Linked DNA regions of Mus musculus: region 2 is linked to region 1. The links are chromatin contacts, called in public HiChIP or PLAC-seq maps. All regions are on one chromosome and are shown on one strand. The core of a region is the stretch at or near the end of the contact, and the rest is flanking DNA. Distances in the headings are between cores, read along the strand shown.

Region 1 (6,507 bases), core at 2,767-5,266:
CTGACCTTTAGTTGAATCAGCACTTTGTAGAAAATGCGGTCTTTTTTCCACTGGGTGGTTTTAGTTCCTTTGTCAAAGATCAAGTGATCATAGGTGTTCATTTCTGGGCCTTCAATTCTATTCCATTGATCTACTTGCCTGTCTCTGTACCAATACCATGCAGTTTTTATCACTATTGCTCAGTAATTCACCTTGAAGTCAGGGATGGTGATTCCCCTAGAAGTCCTTTTATTGTTGAAAATAGTTTTCGCTATCCTGGGACTTTTGCTATTCCAAAGGAATTTGCAAATTGCTCTTTCTAACTCTATGAAGAATTGAGTCGGAATTTTGATGGGGATTGCATTGAATTTGCAGATTGCTTTCACCAAGATGGCCATTTTACTATATTAATCCTGCCAATCCATGAGCATGGGAGATCTTTCCATCTTCTGAGATCTTCTCTGATTTCTGTCTTCGGAGACTTGAAGATCTTGTCATACAGATCTTCCATTTGCTTGGATAGAGTAACACCAAAGTATTTTATATTACTTGTGACTATTGCAAAGGGTTTCATTTCCCTAATTTCTTTCTCAGCTTGTTTATCCTTTGAGTAGAGGAAGGCTACTTTTTTGTTTGAGTTGATTTTATATCCAGCCACTGTGCTGAAGTTGTTTATCAGGTTTAGGAGTGCTCTGGTGGAATTTTTGGGGTCGCTTAAGTATACTACCATATCTGTAAATAGTGATATTTTTACTTATTCCTTTGGAATTTGTATCCCTTTGACCTTCTTTTGTTATCTAATTGCTCTGGACTTTGAATCCTATATTGAATAGGTAGTCTATAGGTGTCTAGTCTCTGATTATAATGGGACTGCTTCAAGTTTCTCTCCATTTAGTGTGATGATGGCTACTGCTTTGCTGTATATTGCTTTTACTATGTTTAGTTATGGGTCTTGAATTCCTGATCTTTCCAAGATTTTATCATGAAAGGGTGTTGGATTTTGTCAAATGCTTTCTCAACATCTAATGAAATGATCATTTTTCCCCTTTGAGTTTGTTTATATAGTGAATTATGTTGATGGATTTCTGTATATTGAACCATCCCTGCATCCCTGGGACGAATCCTACGTGATCATGATAGATGGTCATTTTGATGTGTTCTTGGATTCCGTTTGTGATAATTTTATTGAGTATTTTTGCATCGATATTCACAAGTGAAATTGGTCTGAAGTTCTATTTCTTTGTTGGGTCTTTGTGTGGTTTACATATGAGCATAATTGTGGCTTCATAGAACGAATTGGGTAGTGTTCCTTCTGTTTCTATTTTGTGGAATAGTTTGAGAAGAACTGGAATTAGGTCGTCTTTCAAGATCTGATAGAATTCTGCACTAAACCCATCTGGTCCTGGGCTTTTTTTGGGTTTGGAGACTATTAATGGCTGCTTCTATTTCTTTAGGGGATATGGGGATATCAGATCATTAATCTGATTCTGATTTAACTTTGGTACCTGGTATCTGTCTAGAAAATTGTCCATTTCTTCCAGGTTTTCCAATTTTGTTGACTATAGCTTTTTGTAGTAGGATTTGATGATCTTTTGAATGTCCTCAGGTTCTGTTGTTATGTCTCCCTTTTCATTTCTGATTTTGTTAATTAGGGTACTATCCAATTAGTGTGCCCTCTAGTGAGTCTGGCTAAGGGTTTATCTATCTTGTTGATTTTCTCAAAGAACCAGCTCCTGGTTTGGTTGATTCTTTGAATAGTTCTTTTTGTTTCCACTTGGTTGATTTCAGCCCTGAGTTTGATAATTTCCTGTCATCTTGAATGTATTTACTTCTTTTTGTTCTAGAGCTTTCAGGTGTGCTTTCAAGCTGCTAGTGTAAGCTCTCTCCAGTTTCCTGTTGGAGACATTCAGCGCTATGAGTTTTCCTCTTAGCACTGCTTTCATTGTGTCCTGTGAGTTTGGGTATGTTGTACCTTCATTTAAGGTCATTAATTTCTTTCTTTATTTTTTCCTTGATCAAGTTATCATTGAGTAGAGGGTTGTTCAGCTTCCATGTGTATGTGGGCTTTCTGTTGTTTTTGTTGTCATTGAAGACCAGCCTTAGTCTGTGGTGCTCTAATAGGATGCATGAGATTGTTTCAATCTTTTTGTATATGTTGAGGCTTGTTTTGTGACCAATTATATGGTCAATTTTGGAGAAGGTACCATGAGGTGCTGAGAAGAAGATATATTCTTTTGCTTTAGGATGAAACGTTCTATAGATAACTGTTAAATCCATTTGGTTTGTAACTTCTGTTAGTTTTACTGTGTCTCTGTTTAGTTTCTGTTTCCATGATCTGACCATTGATGATAGTGAAGTGTTGAAGTCTCCCACTATTATTGTGTGAGGTGCAATGTGTGTTTTGAGTTATAGTAAAGTTTCTATTATGAATGTTGTTGCCCTTGCATTTGGAACATAAATGGTCAGAATTGAGAGTTCATCTTGGTAGATTTTTCCTTTGATGAGTATGAAATGTCTTTCTTCATCTTTTTCGATAATTTTTGGTTGACAGTTGGTTTTATTTGATATTATAATGGCTACTCCAGCTTATTTCTTGGGATCATTTGCTTGAAAAATTGAGGTAGTAGCTGTCTTTGTCACTAAGGTGTGTTTCCTGTATGCAGCAAAATGCTGTGTCCTGTTTATGTATCCAGTCCATTATTCTGTGTATTTTTGGGAGGGAATTGAGTCCACTGATGTTAAGAGATATTAAGGAAAAGTAATTGTTGCTTCCTGTTATTTTTGTTTTTAGAGATGGGATTGTTTGTGTAACTATCTTCTTCTTGAAAGAAGATTACTATCTTGCTTTTTCTAGGGTAGTTTCCCTCCTTGTGTTGGAATTTTCCATCTATTGTCCTTTGTAGGGATGGATTTATAGAAAGGTGTTGTGTATATTTGGTTTTGTCATGTAATATCTTGACATCTACGGTATTGAATTTTTTTCTGGGTATAGAAGCCTGGGCTGGTATTTTTGTTCTCTTAGGGTCTGTATGACATCTGCCCAGGATCTTCTAACTTTTAGAGTTTCTGGTGAGAAGTCTGGTTTAATTCTGATAGGTCTTCTTTATATGTTACTTGACCCTTTTCCCTTACTACTTTTAATGTTCTTTCTTAGTTTATTTCATTTGATGTTTTGATTATTATGCAACAAGAGGAATTACTTTTCTGGTCCAGTCTCTTTGGAGTTCTGTAGGCTTCTTGTATGTTCATGGGCATCTCTTTCTGTAGGTTAGGGGAGTTTTCTTCTATAATTTTGTTGAAGATATTTACTGGCCCTTTAAGTTGGGAATCTTCACTCTCTTCTATACCTATTATCCTTAAGTTTGATCTTCTCATTGTGTCCTGCATTTCCTGCATGTTTTGGGTTAGGATTTTTTTCATTTTGCATCTCTTTGACTGTTGTGTCAATGGTTTCTATGGTATCTTCTGCACCAGAGATCCTCTCTTCTACCTCTTGTATTCTGCTGGTGATGCTTGCATCTATGACTCCTGATCTTTTTCCTAAGTTTTCCATCTCTAGGGTAGTCTCCCTTTGTGATTTCTTTATTGTTTCTATTTCCATTTTTAGATCCTGGATGGTTTTGTTCAGTTTGCCTGTTTAGTTATGTTTTCCTAGAACTCCTTAGGGGATTTTGTGTTTCCTCTTTAAGGGCTTCTACCTGTTTACCTGTGTTCTCCTGTATTTCTTTAAGGGATTTATTCATGTCCTTCTTAAAGTCCTCTATCATCATCATGAGATGTGATTTTTAAATCTGAATCTTGCTTTTCCTGTGTGTTGGAGTTTCCAGGACTGGCTCTGGTGGGAGAACTGGGTTCTGACAATGCCAAGTAGCCTTGGTTTCTGTTGCTTAGGTTTTTGCACTTGCCTCTTGCCATGTGGTTATCTCTGGTGTTAGTTGGTCTTACTATCTCTGACTGGAGCTTGTCTCTCCTGTTGTCCTGTGAGCCTGTGATCTTAGGTGTGTCAGCACTTCTGGGGAGACCAGCTCTCTCCTGGGCAGAATTTGGGTGTGGAGGGATGTGTGACAGCCTTAGCTCTGGGGCACAGATGGAGACCGGAAGCATCCTGTCCTTTTAAGTATTTCTAACCACCAAAAATGTCCTTGTGCATTAAGGATTTCCTGTGATTTGTGTGAAGAAATTAAAGAAATGAGCAAGTCAGTTTGCCATCTACTTTTCTGGACTGAAAATAGTCTATTAAATATTTTAGAAGGCATGACTAGGAAAACACACTCTAATTTCAGGCTTTCCAGAGAATTTTCCTGAATTCTTTCTGGAGGCACCCTCATCCACCCAATGATAGCAAGTCTCCTCATCCTGAATCGTCCAGTGATAGCAAGTCAGCAGTCTCCTCTGCTGACCCTCTTTCTAGCTTTCCTTGGTCCTGAGCTTAGTTAAGTGATTGGCTGCTTCCTAAAAGGCAAACAGGAGTGCAAAAACATCTTATAACGCTAAAGCTGCCTTCTCTAGAAGGCAAATCCTGGACTGGGCCCAAAGGGAAGGAGCCTAGACTAGTCAAAAACAATTATAGATTGTCTTTCTCAGTATACAGCAAGACAAAACAACTGAAACAATTTTATTGCACTAGAAGAACAGTTTGTGTCCAGAACATTCATTAAAAAAAAAAAAAAGCTGCTTTAGTAACTTTGAGTCTTAAGTGAAATCTCTTGAAATTCTTATATTTTTCTCTCCTATTTTCTCTGACTTTAATAGTTTGAAATATAATTTTGAAGATGAATCTGTGCATGGCCATTCCAGAGGATGGAAGTACAAGATCTGAATTTTTTTTGAAAATATACTAACTCGCTGTGGAGGGATGCAGGTGTGACTGAGTTCACATTAGCACCTGCCTTTCAAGCTCTATCTGGACAGCTAAATGATTCTTCCCTTTATTCCCCTCAGATTCTGTGTCTAGAGGCATTATATATTTTGGGAAAGAGTGTAAAGGTGTCAAATTAACTAGCAATTTGTGGAGTGACAGTTACATTAACAGGCTGAGTAAGCAACTCATAGTCAATGTGAAAACTGACAAATTAGAAAGTGACTGTGGGAAGGTGTGATCTGCTGGTTACTTGAGGCAGTAAGTTACGTGTCCTGTTTCTATTATAGCTTTTATTTCCTTTTCTTTTCCTGGGGAAAATCTCATGTGTTTCCTAGAAAACCAAACAAATCCAGAAAAAAGAAAAAAGAAAAGAAAAGAAAGACAAGCTAGACACTAAAGGTGTGATCACATCCTTTTGTGGAAATTTGGCCTTCTTAAACTTTGCTAATTCTAAACTTTTAAAAAGCTATCTCCATGCAGATGAAATAAAGTGGAAATGTAAAGATTTTTGTTTTCCTTTTCTTTTATTAATGGGGAGGGGGGAGCAGAGGACAATGGTAATGTCTTCCTGAATCTCTTTTTACCCTATTTTTTGAGACAGGGTTTCTCACTGAACCTTAAGCTAATTGAGCTGACTAGGTTGTCTAGCTAATGAACAAACTCCAGAAACTGATCCTCCCAGCTCTGCCTCCACAGCTAAAATTACTTGGCTTATATGTAGGTGTTGGAGATCTGAACTCAGGTTCTTATACTTGTGTGCCAAGCACTTAACTGACTGAGGCATCTCCCCAGTTCCTCAAATATTTTAGTTTCAATGCTAGATTCTGAGATGCAAAATTACAAAGAGTAAAGAAAACAGTTCTTTTAAACATAGTCTCTATTGAATTGTGGCTTTAGATTGGTCTGCCTGAGCCTTCTGAGTGCTAGAGCTACAGGTATGGACCAACATACCTGCCTTAAGAAAAGTGTTTTTTAATAGAACATTTCAGCTACCACAAGAAGTAGGCATACTTTAAGTCAAAAAATTTCCTCAGTGGCCTGTGACTCCTGTGATGTTTAAAGCTTTTAGACTTACTGACTTGAAATACTTGACCTGGTACTTAGATTTTTTTCAGGCATTCCTACTTTTGGTGGTGGTGGTGGTGTGCCAGGAAGCATTTGTGAACCCCAAAAGACCACCAAGGAGTTGATTCCAATGCAATCGCATTAGGGTCTCTTTATTCAAGTTCGAGCTTGGTCCACACGCAAGAGATTGGGAGGGGGCAGCCCTAAGGTTAGTTTGAGGCAAGCATTTATAAAAACAAGAAGGGGTATCTAACCGAAGAGTACACATGGAGTGACCCATGGCTCCAGCTGCATAAGTAGCAGAGGATGGCCTTATCAGGCATCAATGGGAAGAAAGGCCCTTGGCCCTGTGAAGGCTCAATGCCCCAGTGTAGGGGAATTCTGGGGCCAGGAAGTGTAAGTGGGTGGCATGATGAACATGAGGAGGGGAGAAGGTTTCCTGAGGGGAAACGGGGAAAGGGGATAACATTTGAAATGTAAATAAATAAAATATCCAATTTTTTAAAATCTAAAAACGTGCCGGGGGGGGAGGGGGGTAATCTCTCCTGGCACACCTCTGATTGGGAGTGAGAGGGGGAGCATTATGGCCTTTAACATAATTG
Region 2 (6,507 bases), core at 1,042-3,541, 200 kb after region 1:
CAACAAGACCCCAGACTTGCACATGCTCTGCACTGCCCCAATCCCTGCCAACTGACCTTCTCAAGCTTAAGTGAAAAACGTAGTGTATAACAAATATAACAAATGTGCTTTTAAGATAAATGAGGAGACTTCTTATATAATCACATTATAGTAAAGTAATGATAAAGACCTCTATAGGATTTACAGTTGAGTGAAAGGAGCTAATATGCTTTCTATGTAAATAACATCATAAGCTGAATATAATGACCTGAAACTTGGATCTTAAGACATGTACCTAAGTCTAGTACACCAAGGCCTCTGAGGCCTCTGGGTACCTAAATTTCATATTACAAACTGAAAATATCCTTCACCATTCCCTAAATCTTGCTGACCATTGTCCTTTCTGCTGCTGTTTCCATCCTAATAATTGTGACCCTGACAGGGAAGGACTCCAACCCTCTTTCAAAGCACTGACCTGCCACTAAGTTCTGTCTTTAACGTGTGTCTCTTTCTGGAGAAAACAGATTCATTTAATGACATTAGTACTCATAGAATAGCATTTTACTTATTTTACTGTACTGTGGGAAACCAGTAAAGGTCACTATCTCATGTGGATGTCAAATCATGTTATAATGGTAGCCTACACGTATGCAGGACGCTGTTGTGGGGTATAACCTGAAATACAATTTAGACCTTGTTGCAGCGGTCAATTGGTATCCCTTAAAAAAGATAGTCTTGTTTGTTTCTCTTTCCTCCTTAACCTTTTAAGTGATTTGCTCCTACCTTGAGCTTTTTCTTAGGTTGTTTTCTTTCCATTTCTGTATCCATAGTCATCTAACTTACAGCTGACTATGGGGTCGTTTTCAGTGGCTTTTTCCCTCAATCATTTCCCCAAAGACTACTGGTGTGTGTTTCTTCTTTTAGAAGAAGCAGAGTCATTTTTATAATTTATGATTTTTAATGTCATTATACCATATAACTATAAACTGCCCAATATAATATATATACATATATATATATAAAATGTGATGTAAAATTAAGAAATTTTTTTCTATTTGATGGTGTTTAATGGATTTAGGTTCTCAATAACTTAGGCTTGCCTACTAGCTAGTTACTGACAAACAGAAAAAAGGGACTTAAATGTACTGTTAGGGCTCAAAATTTTTAGTTAGGATAAGGTAATTTCTTTTACATGAGACATCCTTGGTGATATTAAAAGTTACATAATTCTCTTTTTTGTAAAATTTAACAAATATATCATGGTTGTAATCAGTACTGTAACCACTACTAAGTTAAGGATATTGGTCCCCATTCTTCTACTCTAGACAAAAGTAAGATCTTTTCATTTCTTATCTACAGCTAATGATGGTGTGGGTAGCAGAGTATATATGAAGATATTTAATTGATAAATATTAAGTATTTGCTCCTTTTTCTTCATCCATACTCTGTAATATGTAAGGACAGAGTCATTTTGCAAACAAGCATTCCAAACATGAAACATTCCACCTTCTCATCTTCAGAAAATATCTAAAGAAGAAAATGAAAGAAAAAATATGACATAAGTTCCTATATTCAGAGCAACCTGCTGCCAAGACAGCGAAGGAAGTAGAGCATGAACACAGTGGATCACAGAACATGCTCTCTTAAGCAAATCATTAAAGATTTCAAAGTGAAAACTTGTATAGTTCTTTATTTTTTTATTTTTTTATTTATTTATTTATTTATTTTGGTTTTTCGAGACAGGGTTTCTCTGTATAGCCCTGGCTACTTGTATAGTTCTTAGAAAACATGAAAATAATGTTGTCCCAAGGAGAAACGACTACCTCATATCTTTAAGGGAAAAGAAAGATTAAAGGTAATTCCAATTTTAAAAAAAACAGTGTATTTTGTTTGAGAGCAAAGATGTGCTAGCCCATGTTTGCAGTGCTGTAGAGTGTCCAGACAAGGGGATCTTATCTGGACAGCTTTGTACATACATGTCCTGGACCTCCTACACAACCTCAGTCCCAACTGCATCCTTCTCAACTGATCGTTTAAGATGTAAGTAAAAATAAATTACACTAGGAATATAACAAACCAGAAATTAATAAGCCTATTAAGTTCTATAAACTATTGTTTCCCAAAGTCTCTCTTTAATTGTTTATATCCTGGGCACCCTTCCGCTTGTGGGACTGATGGATAACTCCCCTGGAAGTTATGTAATATAATAGGCTATGCAAGCTACCTACCTTGATTCCAGGAGGAAGAAGGCTGCTGAGTGAGGGAAGCTCAGGTTGAAGTCAGGACTGGGTGAGCACAGGGTCACTGCCCACATAGGGGAGGAGCAAGCTGCGGAGCAAGCGGCGGTGCAGCGGAGCTGCGGCAGGTGGAGTGGTGGGGCCTCCCTGGGGCTGCGCGGGGGACAGATGGGTAGGGAGGACAGACACAAATACTACAGAAATGAAAATCCCTGTAGATCTGGAAAAGGTCTGGCCCTGGACTTGAAGCTTGGGCTGAGAACCTCTACACTGTGTACCTTCAGCACACTCTAAATCTAAGGGAGGTGCTCGAGTCACTCCAGACTTACTGGCCAATCAGAGCCTTTAGGCGGACCTGCCAGTCAGAAGAGAAGGCGGGTTTTCCGGGTGCTGTGGTGCTGGTTTCGCTTAGTAGCTGAGCAGGTTTGAATGGTACTTGTGTGCTGTGCTCTCTGTCATGCCGCTGGATGCTGTGGAGGGTGCTCAGGCAAGCCCCGAAGTTGTGACATGGTGAGCACATGATCACTGCCAACAATGGGGAGAACCATGGGTCTGAGGAGCGCGAGCTGGTGTGGTGGGTCTTTCCCGGGACTGAGTGGGAATCGGCGGCCACGTGTGAGGTCCTAGCCACTCGCTGAACCCAGTTGTAGCCTCAGAATAACTTCACTGTGGGGGCTACATCTGTGCAGAGCATTTGGCTTGTGTGTAGAAAGATCCTTGGCATGATCCCAAACTCAGAGAGTCCTAGTTTCTACAATCCATTTGGAGTTAATTTTGTGGTGGTTATAAAAGGCATCTCATGTGCTGGGTAGCAATCCAATATCAAGCTGTGATGTGAAAGAGTAGAATTGATGATGTAAAGGATTTAATAAAGCTTAGGAGATAGTAAGGCACAGCAAGTAGAATTTAGGTGAGGGCTGACTGCCTGTAAAACACCCCACAGATAAGTAATGTGCTAGCCAGGGCAATTAGAGATTAGGAAGCTAGGATACACATGTTTGTTCACCAGGATTGTCCAGAAATATGGTGCCAAACCATAACAAAGGAAACAAACTTGATTTACAACCAGCCACTAGGTCCATCTCCATATCAAAGAGCAGGCCTTTAACAAGCTGCTCTATGGAGCATTACAGGATTACAATCAACAGTAAGGCCTAGTGTGCTATAAAGGTTCAATTTTCTTCTTGAGAAAAGCATAGTTCTGCCACATGGGTGAGATGATACCTAGTGACAACCATTTGAGAAGGTAAAAAACAAAACAAAACACTGTTGTATTGAGTGCTGGTCTGATCGAGTTACACTTTCCCTGAAGTCCCTGTTTATGGAGAATGACATAGCTCCTTCCGAAACCCAGGAGCATGCTTGGCAGAGCCAGTCACAGCCTGGGGCCTAGTCCTTGGGAGCTTTCCCTGAGGCCCTGGGTATAGAGATAAAACTGCTCCTTTTGTAAAACCGGGAATATGCTTGGGAGAGCTGGTGATGGTCTGGGGCCAGGGGCTTTGGGAGGGGTTGCATCAGGTTCTGAGAACACAACTCTTTCCACTGTATGGGGCTGTGGTTATCAGTTCCAAGGCCACTAGAGGCTTGGTCTGAAATGTTTTTAAGATATACCGAGTTCTTTTGCAGCATTGTTTGATTAGACTTCTCCTGACTGTGTCCCATTGCATGATGCTGCTGCTAACTTCATAGTTTCTTCGTCTTTCTGCTGACTTCATAGATGTCTCCCATCTCCTTCCTTTTCCCTCTTGACAACCGTGTACAAGATGGTATTCTTAAGAAGCTTACTTAGCATAAGAAATAGCTTGTTTAAGACCTCCTCACCCCAGCTTTTATACTTTGTACCTTTTCCTTTTCTGATGTTTTCATCATCTGGGACCTTCCACTTAGGACACTGTCACTAACCTGCTGTGTTAGGGCACTGGTGTACTTGGGATTTGATCCTCGAATATGTTTGCTGTGTAAATTCCCATCTGTCTAAGTGGCTAAACTTGCAGTCTCCAGTCTACATTTAAACTGTTCAAAACTTAACCTGGAACCTGAACCTGAACCTAAAAGAGATTTAAGGGTGGCAGCATACGTGGAATGCAAAATTCATCATAGTCTGGCGCCTCTTTTAGCATTAACCATGTAGCTAGTCTTTGATACTTTATGGTTTCTTCTTTTAACACACACTTAATCCCCCTCCCCCGCAACTCCAACCCCCTTACCCCTCATTTCACCCCCTAACACCGGATAGGAGAGAAACAAGGATGGAGGAGAAAGAGATTCTTGAATCTAGTTTCTTTATTTGTACTGGATCCCCCACCCCCACCCCCCAACATGAGTCAGTTTCTGATGGGCGAACAAGGATTAAAGATAGAAAAGGCAGAAAGAAGATGTAAAGCCAAGAGTAAGATTGGGGAGGACTGATGGTTAGTATTGCTGCAGCAGAGCAGCCAGCAGCAACCAGCAGCCTTGAGTTTATTTCTTATAGTCTTTTTATACCCCACAGTACTGTAGAAAGCAAAGCCACAAGCTAACAGAAACAAGTTTCCTGAAACATACACAGAATATCTGTTATCCCAAGGCACCTCTCTTGAGCCTCAGGTGTACCTCCTCTTGTCGTTCCATGCCTCCTCAGGCTGGGAAATCTGCCAACAGACCCACCTTGACTGCCTAGTTCTAAGACATAAACAAAGTAGTCAGGAAGAAAAAAGGTGTAAACTAAGTTCCCTTGTTTACTGTACTCAGGGTCTTATCAAGATGATCAAGATATTTTAAGATATGAGGAACACATTCCTCAGCTTTTTTTTGGGGGGGGGGGGGTGTTTGGGTTTTTTTTTTTTTTTTTTTTTTTTGAGCTTACTTCCTTGTCCTTGCCCATTGTCAAACATTCTTGCCATTTTCCTAGAAGCGATACAAGAACTCTCCATACCTGGGAGAGTAGAAGATTCTAATAAAATACAAATTTACCATACTAGGGCTCTGTCTGCCCTTAGGGTCGTATGGAAGGGCAGAACTGGGAAGACTTGTTCTGTCTGAGTCATTTAATCTCTAATCCTCCAGAAGGAGAGCTCCTAATGTCCTCTGGTCAGCTAGCAGTCAGGAGGAGCACCAGTAGGAGGTAGCTTGCAGGTTTTTTTTTTTTTTCCATATTCTCCTCTGATGCAGTTCATCAGAGAGATGTGAGGGAGACCTCGCATCATGATTGTGGCAGCCACTAGGAAGAACAGGTTAGCTAAGCAATCAGAGTCCAATCTGATTGGACTGGGATGGACTGTGAACCAGACTGTGGTACTTTTGGTACATGTGGTGACCTGAGCAAAGGGCCTTGGCCTCTGAGCCTGCCTGAGAGTGTGGATTCCCTGGGGAAAAGGAGGCTCTGCAGCTCTGGCCATAGTAAGCTGTGTTGCTTATAATACCACTGTTCAGTGTGCACACACAAGCATTGCTTTTGGTGTGCAGAAAACAGATTTCAAAACTGAAAATCTGGTTTCTAGAAGTTCTGAACATTGCACTGCAAATTCAGTTTTGTGTGATAAATTTTACAAATCATTTTGAAACTGGTAGAGATGAGGTTCTGGGGATCATCCTTCATCAGTATTTGATTAAAATCCTTTTACCTTTCCACTACCACCAGTCACAATGAGTGGATTGATTCAGGGAAGTTCAGTTCCAGGGTCCAAAAGGAGTTTCTGAGATGTAGAGGTTTCTTAAGTGTGCATGGTGGTGTGCAGGTGGGTAGGGCAGATTCTACATCGTGTGTTATAATCCACAAGGCAGGAAGCAGACATTAAATTATTCTTCAACCTTGGTTTTTATGTGGGCTCAGTGGGGCTGGGTTTGTGTGAGATCGCAAGGGGGCATTAGGTGCTGCAGAGCCATAACCCACCTTTCTGATCACCTCCATACAGAGAGAGCTCTAGAGCCTCTGTTTGAAAGTGAGGTCAGTAGTGGCTGGAAGGGTCAGAAATCTAACAGTTAGGAGTCATTTTGAGTTATTTTTGTGGCAGTTGTGAAGTCTGTGTTTATTCCATTTGTATACACATGCAACCAGGTAATACTGGTCATGTTCACATTTTTCCTGGCTTGAGTTTCCTTAAGTCTTTTGATTGAAACTTGACTATAATTTGGTATTTATATTCTTGGCTTTTTTCTCTACATCTCATTATTTTTTCACAAATGTTGTAAAGCTTTTGATTGTTGTAGCTCTGTGATAAGTACGGATGGAATTTACATTGTGCCAAAATGCGTACCATTTCTTTATAATCCTAATGACAATTCTGAGGATTTTTTTCACATGGCAGATAGC

The links. HiChIP or PLAC-seq counts read pairs in DNA pulled down with a chosen protein or histone mark.
Region 2: an H3K27ac HiChIP or PLAC-seq map of CD8 T cells shows a contact between it and region 1, with 2.7 times the contacts expected there. The contact joins two enhancer-like sites. A contact is called at or near these places in 10 of 115 datasets of contacts at active chromatin or transcription factors (the 230-238 cell line, CD8 T cells, the SCID.adh cell line and 4 more).

What each region holds. Positions count from the first base shown.
Region 1 is chr10:130,340,230-130,346,736 of GRCm38.p6, forward strand. The region is part of intron 1 of Tespa1 (thymocyte expressed, positive selection associated 1); the gene reads left to right. Among named protein-coding and RNA genes, the nearest start is that of Tespa1, 21 kb to the left of the region's middle. Within about 2 kb of position 4,017, at least 15 of the 459 cell types and tissues checked have an H3K27ac peak or open chromatin away from gene starts, as enhancers often do. A contact at or near this core is called in CD8 T cells, the SCID.adh cell line and memory CD8 T cells, where this site is marked.
Region 2 is chr10:130,539,725-130,546,231 of GRCm38.p6, forward strand. No RefSeq gene overlaps it. Among named protein-coding and RNA genes, the nearest start is that of Gm23793, 14 kb to the right of the region's middle. Within about 2 kb of position 2,292, at least 377 of the 459 cell types and tissues checked have an H3K27ac peak or open chromatin away from gene starts, as enhancers often do. A contact at or near this core is called in CD8 T cells, the SCID.adh cell line and memory CD8 T cells, where this site is marked.